Regions from separate parts of the Salmo salar genome. Here region 1 is linked to region 2. A link is a contact called in public Hi-C data. All regions are on one chromosome and are shown on one strand. Each heading gives the region's core, a stretch centred on a gene start, on an enhancer-like site or on the middle of the called end of the contact. The rest is flanking DNA. Distances are from core to core; before and after follow the strand shown. Region 1 holds the start of LOC106588671 (DNA topoisomerase 2-beta). Region 2 holds the start of LOC106588668 (nuclear receptor subfamily 1 group D member 2).

Region 1 (6,281 bases), core at 1,625-4,124, 450 kb before region 2:
CAATTGGTAACACACTACGCCGTGAAGGACTGAAATCCTGCAGCGCCCGCAAGGTCCCCCTGCTCAAGAAAGCACATATACATGCCCGTCTGAAGTTTGCTAATGAACATCTGATTGATTCAGAGGACAACTGGGTGACAGTGTTGTGGTCAGATGAGACCAAAATGGAGCTCTTTGGCATCAACTCAACTTGCCATGTTTGGAGGAGGAGGAATGCTGCCTATGACCCCAAGAACACCATCTCCACCGTCAAACATGGAGGTGGAAACATTATGCTTTGTGGGTGTTTTTCTGCTAAGGGGACAGGACAACTTCACCGCATCAAAGGGACGATGGACGAGGCCATGTACCGTCAAATCTTGGGTGAGAACCCCCTTCCCTCAGCCAGGGCATTGAAAATGGGTCGTGGATGGGTATTCCAGCATGACAATGACCCAAAACACACGGCCAAGGCAACAAAGGAGTGGCTCAAGAAGAAGCACATTAAGATCCTGGAGTGGCCTAGCCAGTCTCCAGACCTTAATCCCATAGAAAATCTGTGGAGGGAGCTGAAGGTTCGAGTTGCCAAACGTCAGCCTCGAAACCTTAATGACTTGGAGAAGATCTGCAAAGAGGAGTGGGACAAAATCCCTCCTGAGATGTGTGCAGACCTGGTGGCCAACTACAAGAAACATCTGACCTTTGTGATTGCCAACAAGGGTTTTGCCACCAAGTACTAAGTCATGTTTTGCAGAGGGGTCAAATACTTATTTCCCACATTAAAATGCAAATTATTTTATCACATTTTTGACATGTGTTTTTCTGGATTTTTTTGTTGTTATTCTGTCTCTCACTGTTCAAATAAACCTACCATTAAAATGATGGCCTTCCCTGTAGCTCAGTTGGTAGAGCATGGTGTTTGCAACACCAGGGTTGTGGGTTCGATTCCCATGGGGGGACAGCACAGGAAAAAAAATATATGGCTCAACAATATATGAAATGTATGCATTCACTACTGTAAGTCGCTCTGGATAAGAGCGTCTGCTAAAATGACTTAAATGTAAATCATTTCTTTGTAAGTGGGCAAACGTACAAAATCAGCAGGGGATCAAATACTTTTCCCCCCCACTGTATAGTGTGTATATTCATAGGCATCTTGGTGCTTATGAGATAAACGGAGGAGTAGTAGTTTGGTGATATTGTTTGTGGGTATGGATGGATGGATGGTAAGGTAGTCCAATAATAATTCGGGATCTGTGTGTCTTGAATCAATAATCTTGTATTGATTACAGATCTTGTAATGATGCTGCTTGGATATTTACTGCCAGTGATGTCGTGAGACCCAGACCCAGCTTCTGTATAACACAAAAGCCTTTGTTATCTAGACTGTCTCTGCCAAAAGAGGAGTTACTTACTTGACTTAATCCTCTTTGAACCTTTGGGAGCACATGGCGTCCACCATGGCTTTCCACCTCAAAGGGGACTATGGATTAGTATGGCCTGGCTGCAACTCCCTGCCATAACAAGGTTCTGGCTCCTGACACAGAATAGGGATATATGACCTGTGAGCCTAAAGTCCATCTGCTATGGAGTTTCCACTCGTCTTTTGAAGAAACCAATATGTGTAATTGTTAAATGTAATGTTTGAATGGACACCAGAAAGCCATGTAACTATTGATACGTTTTTATGTCTGTATCCACTTATGGTTATGGGTATACCGGTATTCTACATTTATTTGTGGTAAATGCATGTATTAGTCACATGCACCGAATACCAGAGGTGTAGACCTTACAGTGAAATGCTTACTTACAAGCCCCAAACCAACAATGCAGTTTAAAAAAAAATATGGATAAGAATAAGAAATAAACGTAACAAGTAATTTAAGAGCAGCAGTAAAATAACAAGAGCAAGACTATATACAGTGGGATACCGGTACAGAGTCTATGTGCGGGGGCACCGGTTAGTTGAGGTAATATGTACACGTGGGTACAGTTATTCAAGTGACTATGCATAGATGACAACAACAGAGAGTAGCAGCTGTGTAAAAGAGGGGGAGGGGGCAATGCAAATAGTCTCGGTAGCCATTTGATTGGATGTTCAGGAGTCTTATGGCTTGGGGGTAGAAGCTGTTTAGAAGCCTCTTGGACCTAGACTTGGTGCTCCGGTACCGCTTGCCGTGCGGTAGCAGAGGGAACAGTCTATGACTAGGGTGGTTGGAGTCTTTGACAATTTTTAGGGCCTTCTTCTGACACCGCCTTGTATAGAGTATACACTAACCTTGTATACACTACCCTCTGTAATGCCTTGCGGTCGGAGGCCGAGCAGTTGCCATACCAAGCAGTGATGCAACCAGTCAGGATGCTCTCGATGGTGCAGCTGTTGAACCTTTTGAGGATCTGGGGACCCATGCCAAATCTTTTCAGTCTCCTGAGGGGGAATAGGTTTTGTCGTGCCCTCTTCACGACTGTCTTGATGTGCTTGGACCATGTTAGTTTGTTGGTGATGTGGACACCAAGGAACTTGAAGCTCTCAACCTGCTCCACTGCAGCCCCGTTGATGAGAATGGGGGCGTGCTCAGTCCTCTTTTTCCTGTCATCCACAATCATCTCCTTTGTCTTTATCACATTGAGGGAGAGGTTGTTGTTTGGAGTTAATGTGTTCTTGTTCAAATATGTAAATTGTGCAATCGGTATAATAAATGTATTTTTTTTACAGATTAAATGTGGTTTCATACACAGTTTATGCCTGGACGACATGGGTGCCTTGGTAAGAAAAAGTTCTGCTGTTAGTGTGTTTCTACTTCCACCTACTGGTTACAAATTGCAAGTACATGTATCTTTTCATTGGCTGAATTACCGGCGCCTCGAAAAGCGAGCACCGGATTGGTGGGTTACGCTGTTGGGATTGTCGCCGTGCGGATGGTGGAGCCGGATGGAGGCAGGCGGCGGTGTTTTTATTTCTGAATGAACATTTAGGGTATTAAATTACAGCCGTATTAAAAAACAATTTTATTTATACATTATTTCAATTGATTTTGTACTACATGAAATGTGAAACTATTTAACGTTTGGATTTTGTACAGTAATTTATAAATCTAGGCAAGTAGCAAGCAAGCTTTGTTGAGGATTTCAGGCCTAGTTCTAACCACCGCTCGTCGATTTTAACAATAGCCGCGATACACTCCCTCTTCCGGAACTATTTTGACAGACATTTTTCAACTGGTACGAACACAGAAAATATCTCAATGTGGTCCGTTGACTGAAATAATTCCTGAGTTTATGGACTATATTGTATGCAGGACTTTTCAGTATTTTATCTGCTAGTAGCATCACGAAAATTTAGGGAAACAAAAGGAAGATGTCCAACGGCGCAGCAGGAAGCGGGGGTCTGACTTGGGTGGTAAGTTACTATTTTGTTAGAATGTTGGATTACTGGACAGACTTACTTTATCGCTCCAGGTAGCGTTCATCATTTTACCACGATGCACGAGAGAAATTCCAGTTTGTCACGAGCTGGACATTCTAAAATGGCCAGTGATGATGCTAACTAGCCAGCAGCTAATACACCCCTTTAAACTAGCATGCGCCTTTTAAAGACGGGCCATACTTTGGTATATTCATTTAGCTATGATTGCCCGGCACAAATACAATCACAGATTGGTCCAACAACGTCAGAAGATACATTGTTTTTTGTAAACATGATGATGTCATTAGGCAACATTGCTTTCCTGCAAGGCACGGGTGAATGAGCCACTTGGCCAATGGCAATGCCCCAAAAAGTTCTTTGTTGCAATACACGTCAAGTGTGATTGATAGTCAGTTTGCATATTTTGCATGCAAGCCGTTTGAATATAGAATCTTAAATGTGTCTCAAAATACAGTTATTCGTAGGTAGCCTAATCTATATTAAAAAAATATGCTTACATATTCCTTAAATGTATTTGCACGACATTTGGCCAGCTAGCTATAGCAGCTTCCAGCCTGTAAATGTAGCCGCACAATTTGGGACCTGTGCGAAGCTAGTCACATAAGGATTTAGCCACAATAGTGGAATTTGCAGTTCGTCTTCAAAATAAAAGTCCACCATTGAAAGTGATTCAAACGGATGCAAATAGTGGAATCATGCCATATTTGGTCTAGAAATTAAACAAAAGAAAGTTAATTTGACAAATGTTTTTGGTTGACTTTAGAATTGCATTGGGGGCATACCTGCATGCACTGTACAGCCTAAGCTATTGATGTTGTACCCATGAAATGGGGAATCAGCTTACTCAGTGACACTCACAGAACACAACTGTCTAGAGATTACATAAATATTAGCATCTTCGCTCTTATGGTAGGACTTTGTGGGAAATCACCTTTCCAGTCAGTCTATTTTGTGTATTACATGCTGACCACACCGCTCGCGTTCCAAAATAAATGTACACGTGCATGTTATACAATCATTGCACCCACACTGCTCGTGAGCATCTGCGTAGCCAGGCGCTAAAATACAACTTGGTTCTATTTGTGACGCTTGATGGGCTGCAAGTCCCGCCTCTCCCATCTCCTCATTGGTTTTTAGGAGTATATACCCACGTGGGTGATGAAAGATTAACTGACGTCCAAACTCCAGTCCAGTTGGTAGTTGTAATGCACCTTAAAGTTGGTTGCCAGCTGGCATATAAAGTCCAAAGAAAGTCAGTGAAAAAAGTAACGCTCCCTATCATTTCAAAGCATTTTTCTGAAAAAGGTGGGTACAAGGCATTTACCCTCCACTAGGCCTACACCACTGCCGGTAGCCTACCCTCTCAGCCAAGGCAGTTTTAACACATGGACACACAGAATAGGGAGCCTACATTCAATATAATAAATTAGTTGAATCAAAACACGTTTTACACCCTGCTTCATGAGTTAATGCCTGAAGTCTTCACATCCTCCGTGAGACGCAGGCAGGGATGCCGTCTCGAGGTCATGCAGGATTCTTTCAGATCGTTTAAGCAACCAAGATTAGGTTCTTAGCAGACAGAGTATTTAATTCTCTCTATTGCTTTTTGTAGTACCTCTATTATGCGTGGGAATACTTGGAGCTGGTGTTTTTAGTCTTTTATGTCCAACAACTTACAAAAATATATATTATTTTAAAGTAGTTATTTTTGCTCAGAACTTGGGGTGGGATATAAAATCCCCTGCGGCCCAAATTGTTCCCGCAGGCTGCCAGTTGGGGAACCCTGATTTCTATTTTCCCATGCTTGCAATATTTACATTTTTATTTGATAAAGTTTGCTCCTCAGGCACTGTCACTTTTATGGCCTCTCCTTAGGTGCAATCTTAAGTATTTAACAATGAGATCCACTGCCTTAAACAATGGTGTCTTCTGTGTGCGTGTGTGCTGGGCAACTAGCCTAACCAAGTAAACCTTCCAAGTTGCAACCAACCCACTAATCGAGCAACCAACCAAATCGTAAAGGAGCATTGAAGGAAAAAATTGAGGTTACGCTGGACTAGTCGGACTATCCAAACAGAAGTGGGGGAAAAAACGGCTACTGCTGTGCCTTTTCTAATGGGCAGCTCTGATAATCAGCTGCTAGTGCCTGCAGATACAGAGTTCAATTATTTATCTTTAGTGTAATTTTTAACAAAGTTGTGCACATGTGTCTAATACCAGACCCTCTTTGATAAGAAGAATGCTGCCAAAAAGAGGGAGGAGGAGGCAGCAGCAGCCGCGGCGGCTGCGAACGGCAGGGGTGATGGGGGCAAGGCGGAGGGAGGAGGTGGAGGAGCCAAGAAGAAGGGAGGAGATAAGATGTCAGTGGAGAGGGTGTACCAGAAGAAGACCCAGCTGGAGCACATCCTACTGAGGCCCGACACCTACATCGGCTCTGTGGAACCGGTCACCCAGGTGGGTTAGGTTCATCATGTCTGTAGACGTCTAGCTTGTGTTCAGGAGGGTGCAACAGAAAACAAAATTGTGCTCCAACATTTTTGGGGGCGGGTAACGTCTTCCTGTTTCACTCCTGTTTTGTGCCTACAGAAGACTCATTTTCTAAACACCATTAGTCACAACAACATCCAGTTCTGTACCTAGATCTAACAGAGAACCGGTCACCACAACATCCAGTTCTGTACCTAGATCTAACAGAGAACCGGTCACAACAACATCCAGTTCTGTACCTAGATCTAACAGAGAACCGGTCACAACAACATCCAGTTCTGTACCTAGATCTAACAGAGAACCGGTCACAACAACATCCAGTTCTGTACCTAGATCTAACAGAGAACCGGTCACAACAACATCCAGTTCTGTACCTAGATCTAACAGA
Region 2 (6,245 bases), core at 1,145-3,644:
CCTGGGGCTATAGGATATTTGTTTTAGACAAGGAAAAGGTGCCTCCTACTGGCCCTCCAACACCACTTCCAGCAGTATCTGGTCTCCCATCCACAGACCAACCAGGACCAACCCTGCTTAGCTTCAGAAGCAAGCCAGCAGTGGGATGCAGGGTGGTATGCTGTTGGCCTTCTTAGGTTGTTAGAAGTTAAATCGAGATTCCTTCTTAATTTGCTCGATAACGTTATGGAAAACGGGTTTATTGGCTAAATGTGGCAGCTCTCTTGCTGCGAAAAACATTTTGGGGCTAGTTTTTAGGCCTCGTGGGGAGGTTTTGAGTTGTCTTTGGGAAAGAAATTTCAGCAAGACCTGGCAACCCTGTGAAGAGTGGCTCTCAGCCAGGAAGAGAGGCCGACCACCCGCCCAGTCAAAGCGCTCTGTTTTATCACGCCCCTTTTTTCAGATCAGGCTGACCTGGTTTCTCTTCCTACATTCTGGTTAGATAACACCCCTGTTACATAATGCCAGTTTCAGCAGGGTGTGTGCAGAATAGCCTGGCTTCACTTCAGCTCACACACACGGCTCAAGAGGGAAGCTCATCGTCATTCAATCAAGAAGCAGGGCCAGGGCCAACATTGCCAGATTGCTTCATGAAGCAAGCGATTAATGCCTGCCAAATGTTGTGTGGCCTGATGGTAGTAAATCTAATTTTATTTGTCACATGCACCGAATACAACAGGTGTAGACCTTACCTTACAGTGAAACGCTTACTTACAAGCCCTTAACCAACAATGCAGTTTTAAGAAAATACCAAAAAAAGTAAGAGATAAGAATAACAAATAATTAAAGAGCAGCAGTAAATAACAATAGCGGGGATATATACAGGGGCTACCGGTACAGAGTATCAAGGTAATTTATGTGTTCATGAGTTGGTCTTCTGTAAGTTCCTTGTTGATCGAACTGCATTACAGAAGTTTCAGCAAATTCTAAAATAATCTCAATAGCCACAGCTGCCCTCGTTTCAACATTCATAAAGCACAAGAAATCCCATAGAAAACCCATTCCAAATAAGGGTGACTTACATAATGAATAGATGATTAGGTTGTGAAACTCTTGGCCAATCAATTCTCATTTTACTAGACTGACGAAGCTCATTTTCGGAACCCGCCCCTACCTGGAACGGACATGTTTTCTCGAGAAACCCAGTGGTAGAAAACTGGGTCAGTTTACATTGCTGCAACCCTATAACTGCATGCAGTTTCACGTGTATCCACACCAACTCGCAGTGCATTATCTTGGTAGAATTATGCAATATTTACGTCACAGCACTTCTCCACCAACCAGAGGACGCAAGGGAGCTTTTAAAGACGGAAGTATACACGTCACAGCGTTCCTCGGCCAATCAGAGAGATCGTATACAGAGTCGCACATGGCTAACGACCCGTGCATGTGAGAAAAGGGACCTGCAACACTGTTCCAGCATACCGATTCTAAAATAACAACACCTGGGACTTCTAACCAACTTTAACCCAGTTTTAATTAAGGCTCATTACAGTAAGAACAATCTAACATGTATGAGCAGATCACTGTAATTAATACATTTGCTTATGTTTTAATTCAAAACATCACAAAACTCTTTAAAACAAGGATTCTGACAAGAAGCCTGTTAAAGTTGTAAAATGAATCTTGGTTGTGGTAGGCCGCTGTGGTCTAATGAAATACACTATCAAGATGCAAAGTCAAACAGTTGAACGGTAGACACTAAAATAGGCTAGAGGCCTACACATACATCTTTATAAATGTATTGAGCAGAATATGATCATTTTACCTGCTTTTGTAGATTCCATGTGCTCTGACTTCTGAAATCCTCTTATTTGGACCTTTAGTCTGATGACGTGTTTCTTATCTTGTTTTCAGGAACTTTTTAAGTCACTGGTTGATGCTTTTGATCAACGTATTGAAGCGTTCAGAAAAGAGTCGGCGAACGCACGTAGGCCTACTAGTTTCAGAGATGACAGATGTCGCTCAACAGCAACTGTTGAAAATCAGATTGATTTCCCGTCGTGATAGTTGACGATCACCAACGTTCCAAACAATTCCGTAAACTAAACTGTATCCGTTTGGTTTAAAACACGCCCCGAATCAAACAATAGATTGCAGCCAATTGTTTCGCTACAGAATGAATCGAACGTTAGGAATTCCGTATATTTTTCTTTTCGTAGAGCGCTCAAAAAAGCTGGCCGTCTGATGTCTCTTTTCTGAAGGCTAAAGATGGGCCTTAGCATATTAATAGCTATAGCATAAAAATGTTTTTTTTTCTCGAGGGAACCGATAGCTCTGATAGCAAAGAGTAGAACGTTATTATTCGTTGGACGACTGTTCCGAATTGAGCTCTCGACTCAGGCTGCTATTCTTCTTCTTTGGTGGGGTTTATCGGCGGTTGGCATCAAACGTGTTGGTGCATTACCGCCATCTACTGTACTGGAGTGTGGGCCAGAGACCGGGAGAAACTCAAATCAAATTGTATTGGTCACATACACATGGTTAGCAGATGTTAATGAGAGTGTAGCGAAATGCTTGTGCTTCTAGTTCCGACGATGCAGTAATATCTAACAAGTAATGTAACAAATTCACAAAACTACCTTATACACACAAATGTAATAAGAATATGTACATATAAATATATGGATGAGTGATGGCCGTGCTGCACAGGCAAGATGCAGTAGATGGTATAGAACAGTATATACATATGAGATGAATAATGTGGGATATGTAAACATTATTAAAGTGACACCTTTATTAAGTCAATTTATTAAAGTGGCCAGAGATTGAGTCTGTATGTTGACAGCAGCCACTCTATGTTAGTGATGGCAGTCTGATGGCCTTGAGATAGAAGCTGTTTTTTGGTCTCTCGGTCCCAGCTTCGATGCACCTGTACTGACCTCGCCTTCTGGATGATAGCGGGGTGAACAGACAGTGGCGCGGGTGGTTGTTGTCCTTGATGATCTTTTTGGCCTTCCTGTGACATTGAGAGATGTAGGTGTCCTGGAGGGCAGGTAGTTTGCCCCTGGTGATGCGTTGTGCAGACCGCACTACCCTCTGGAGAGCCTTGCGGTTGAGGGTGGTGCAGTTGCCGTACCAGGCGGTGATACAGCCCAACAGGATGCATCTGTAAAAGTTTGTGAATGTTTTAGGTGTGAAGCCAAATTTCTTCACCACGCTGTCTGTGGTGAAGCGTGGGCCTTCTTCACCACGCTGTCTGTCTGGGTGGACCATTTCAGTTTGTCCGTGATGTGTACACCGAGGAACTTAAAACTTTCCACCTTCTCCACTACTGCCCTGTTGATGTGGATGGGGAGTGCTCCCTCTGCTGTTTCCTGAAGTCTACGATCATCTCCTTTGTTTTGTTGACGTTGAGTGAGAGGTTATTTTCCTGACACCACACTCCTCCGGGGGCCCTCACCTCCTCCCTGTAGTCTGTCTCGTCGTTGTTGGTAATCAAGCCTACCACTGTAGTGTCGTCTGCAAACTTGATGATTGAGTTGGAAGCGTGCATGGCCACGCAGTCATGGGTGAATAGGGAGTACAGGAGAGGGCTGAGAACACACCCTTGTGGGGCCCCAGTGTTGAGGATCAGCGGGGTGGAGATGGTTTCCTACCTTCACCACTTGGGGGGCGGCCCGTCAGAAAGTCCAGGACCCAGTTGCACAGGGCGGGGTGGAGACCAAGGGTCTCGAGCTTAATGACGAGTTTGGAGGGTACTATGGTGTTAAATGCTGAGCTGAAGTCAATGAACAGCATTCTTACATAGGTATTCCTCTTGTCCAGATGGGATAGGGCAGGGTGCAGTGTGATGGCGATTGCACCGTCAGTGGACCTATTGGGGTGGTAAGCAAATTGGAGTGGGTCTGGGGTGTCAGGTAGGGTGGAGGTGATATGATCCTTGACTAGTCTCTCAAAGCACTTCATGATGACAGAAGTGAGTGCAACGGGGCGATAGTCATTGAGCTCAGTTACCTTAGCTTTCTTGCGAACAGGAACAATGGTGGCCATCTTGATGCATGTGGGAACAACAGACTGGGATAGGGATTGATTGAATATTTCCGTAAACACACAAGCCAGCTAGTCTGCGCATGCTCTGAGGACACGGCTAGGGATGCCGTCTGGGCCGGCAGCCTTGCAAGGGTTAACACGTTTAAATGTTTTACTCACGTTGGCCAGGGAGAAGGAGAGCCCACAGGCTTTGGTTGCGGGCTGTGTCAGTGGCACTGTATTGTCCTCAAAGCGAGCAAATAAATGGTCTGGGAGCAAGACGCCGATGTCCGTGACGGGGCTGGTTTTCTTTTTGTAATCCGTGATTGACTGTAGACCCTGCCACATATGTCTCGTGTTTGAGCCGTTGAATTGCGACTCTACTTTGTCTCTATACTGACGCTTTGCTTGGTTTGATTGCCTTGCGGAGGGAATAGCTGCACTGTTTGTAATTGGTCATGTTTCCAATTGCCTTGCCATGATTTTAAAGCGGTGGTTTGCACTTTCAGTTTTGCTCAAATGCTGCCACCAATCCATGGTTTCTGGTTAAGAAATGTTTTAATAGTCACAATGGGTACGACATCTCCGATGCACTTGCTAATAAACTCGCACAACGAGTCAGCGTATACATCAATGTTGTTGTCTGAGGCTATCTGGAACATATCCCAGTCCACGTGATCGAAGCAATCTTGAAGCGTGGAATCCAATTGGTCAGGCCAGCGTTGGATAGACCTGAGCACGGGCGTTTCCTGTTTTAGTTTCTGTCTATAGGCTGGGCGCAACAAAATGGAGACATGGTCAGATTTGCCGAAGGCAGGGCAGGGGAGGGCTTTGTATGCATCGTGGAAGTTAGAGTAGCAATGATTCAGAATGCTACCAGCTCGTGTCGTACATTCGATATGCTGATAGAATTTAGGAAGCCTTGTTCTCAGATTAGTTTTGTTAAAATCCCCAGATTCAATAAATGCAGCCCCAGGATTTATGGTTTCCAGTTTATATAGAGTCCATACGGCTGTGACTATAATCGAAGAGAATTCTCTTGGAAGATAATGCGGTCGGCATTTGATTGTAAGGAATTCTAGGTCAGGTGAACAAAAGGACTTGAGTTCCTGTATGTTGTTGTGATTGCACCATGAGTTGTCAATCATAAGGCATACACCCCCACCCTTCTTCTTACCAGAGAGATGTTTGTTTCTGTCGGCGCAATGCGTGAAGAAACCGGGTGGCTGTACCGACTCTGACAACATATACTGAGTGAGCCATATTTCCTTGAAACAGAGAATATTACAATCTCTGATGTCTCTCTGGAAGGCACTAAATCCTACCTGCCAGCCCTGTTGCTCTTAATTCTACTCAATACAGTCTTTAAACTAATTTCCTGTACCCCTTTCTCCCTCATACTAGATCTCAGCCTCTCTCTGCCCACCTTGTAGCAATACATGCTCCACGGTCTGTTTCCTGGCAATAATCACACTTTCCTGTTGGATGCTTTCCTATCACATTTAAGGTCTTATTCAACTAGCCTACACTCTCACTGTGGCCTAAATTTAAACATTTAGGCCAGATAGGCAATGTTAGGAGAAAGGGGATCCCTGTGTCCAAGAGGTGAGGCAGAGGCCACAGAGAGGGGAGGCAACGTGAGGGCAGAAACATTCAGAATGACACAAGTAACAGCTTGTTTTTTTTACTCAGGAACGAGGGCAAAATGTAGATATTTGGGTGTAGGTCTGCATGTGTGTTTGAAACACATGCATCTAAGTAGACATCGCATCTAGCAAAGCACAGCTATCACAGATCAGTACACCAGTGTTTTCATATAGCTAACCAAGGACAAAAATAATGTAGTTGTCCTGTGTGACATCAATGAAATAGAGTAGTTGCATGACCTTACTCCAGAATCCTCTGGTCCTGAATCCATGCACCTTGGTTGAACGGAGATGAACCACATCATTTATCCAGCAGCACCGTCTGTCTCAGAACAGGTCAAACTGACTCTGACATGAGCTGTTTCACCATATCTCCCACACACTTCCTTGTCATAGTTGTCGACAAGAATAATGTGGCTACCTAGCTTTTCAACCAAGGTCAGTGCAAGAACGAGGAGAGATTTAAGTAGAATGAGGACATTCAACAACTCTGAGGACAATGGAAGTTCACTTCAAATAAAACAGTAACACACATTGATTTGAATAAGAGAATATGAAGTTTGTCTTGCAGATTTTCTGCATCACTTA

Evidence for each region. A called contact is a pair of places that touch in the nucleus more often than the background predicts.
Region 1: a Hi-C map of gill shows a contact between it and region 2, with 7 times the contacts expected there. The contact joins the promoter of LOC106588671 here to the promoter of LOC106588668 in region 2. A contact is called at or near these places in 2 of 3 Hi-C or Micro-C datasets (blood and gill).

Annotation. Positions count from the first base shown.
Region 1 is chrssa27:20,716,207-20,722,487 of Ssal_v3.1, reverse strand. It overlaps LOC106588671 (DNA topoisomerase 2-beta), which reads left to right and starts at 2,874. Exons shown (of 35, transcript XM_014177893.2): 1 at 2,874-3,379; 2 at 5,627-5,860. The coding sequence starts at 3,338. oxsm (3-oxoacyl-ACP synthase, mitochondrial) reads right to left here and starts at 3,596. Exons shown (of 6, transcript XM_014177897.2): 1 at 3,426-3,596.
Region 2 is chrssa27:20,264,525-20,270,769 of Ssal_v3.1, reverse strand. It overlaps LOC106588668 (nuclear receptor subfamily 1 group D member 2), which reads right to left and starts at 2,394. Exons shown (of 8, transcript XM_014177877.2): 1 at 1,808-2,394. The coding sequence starts at 1,826.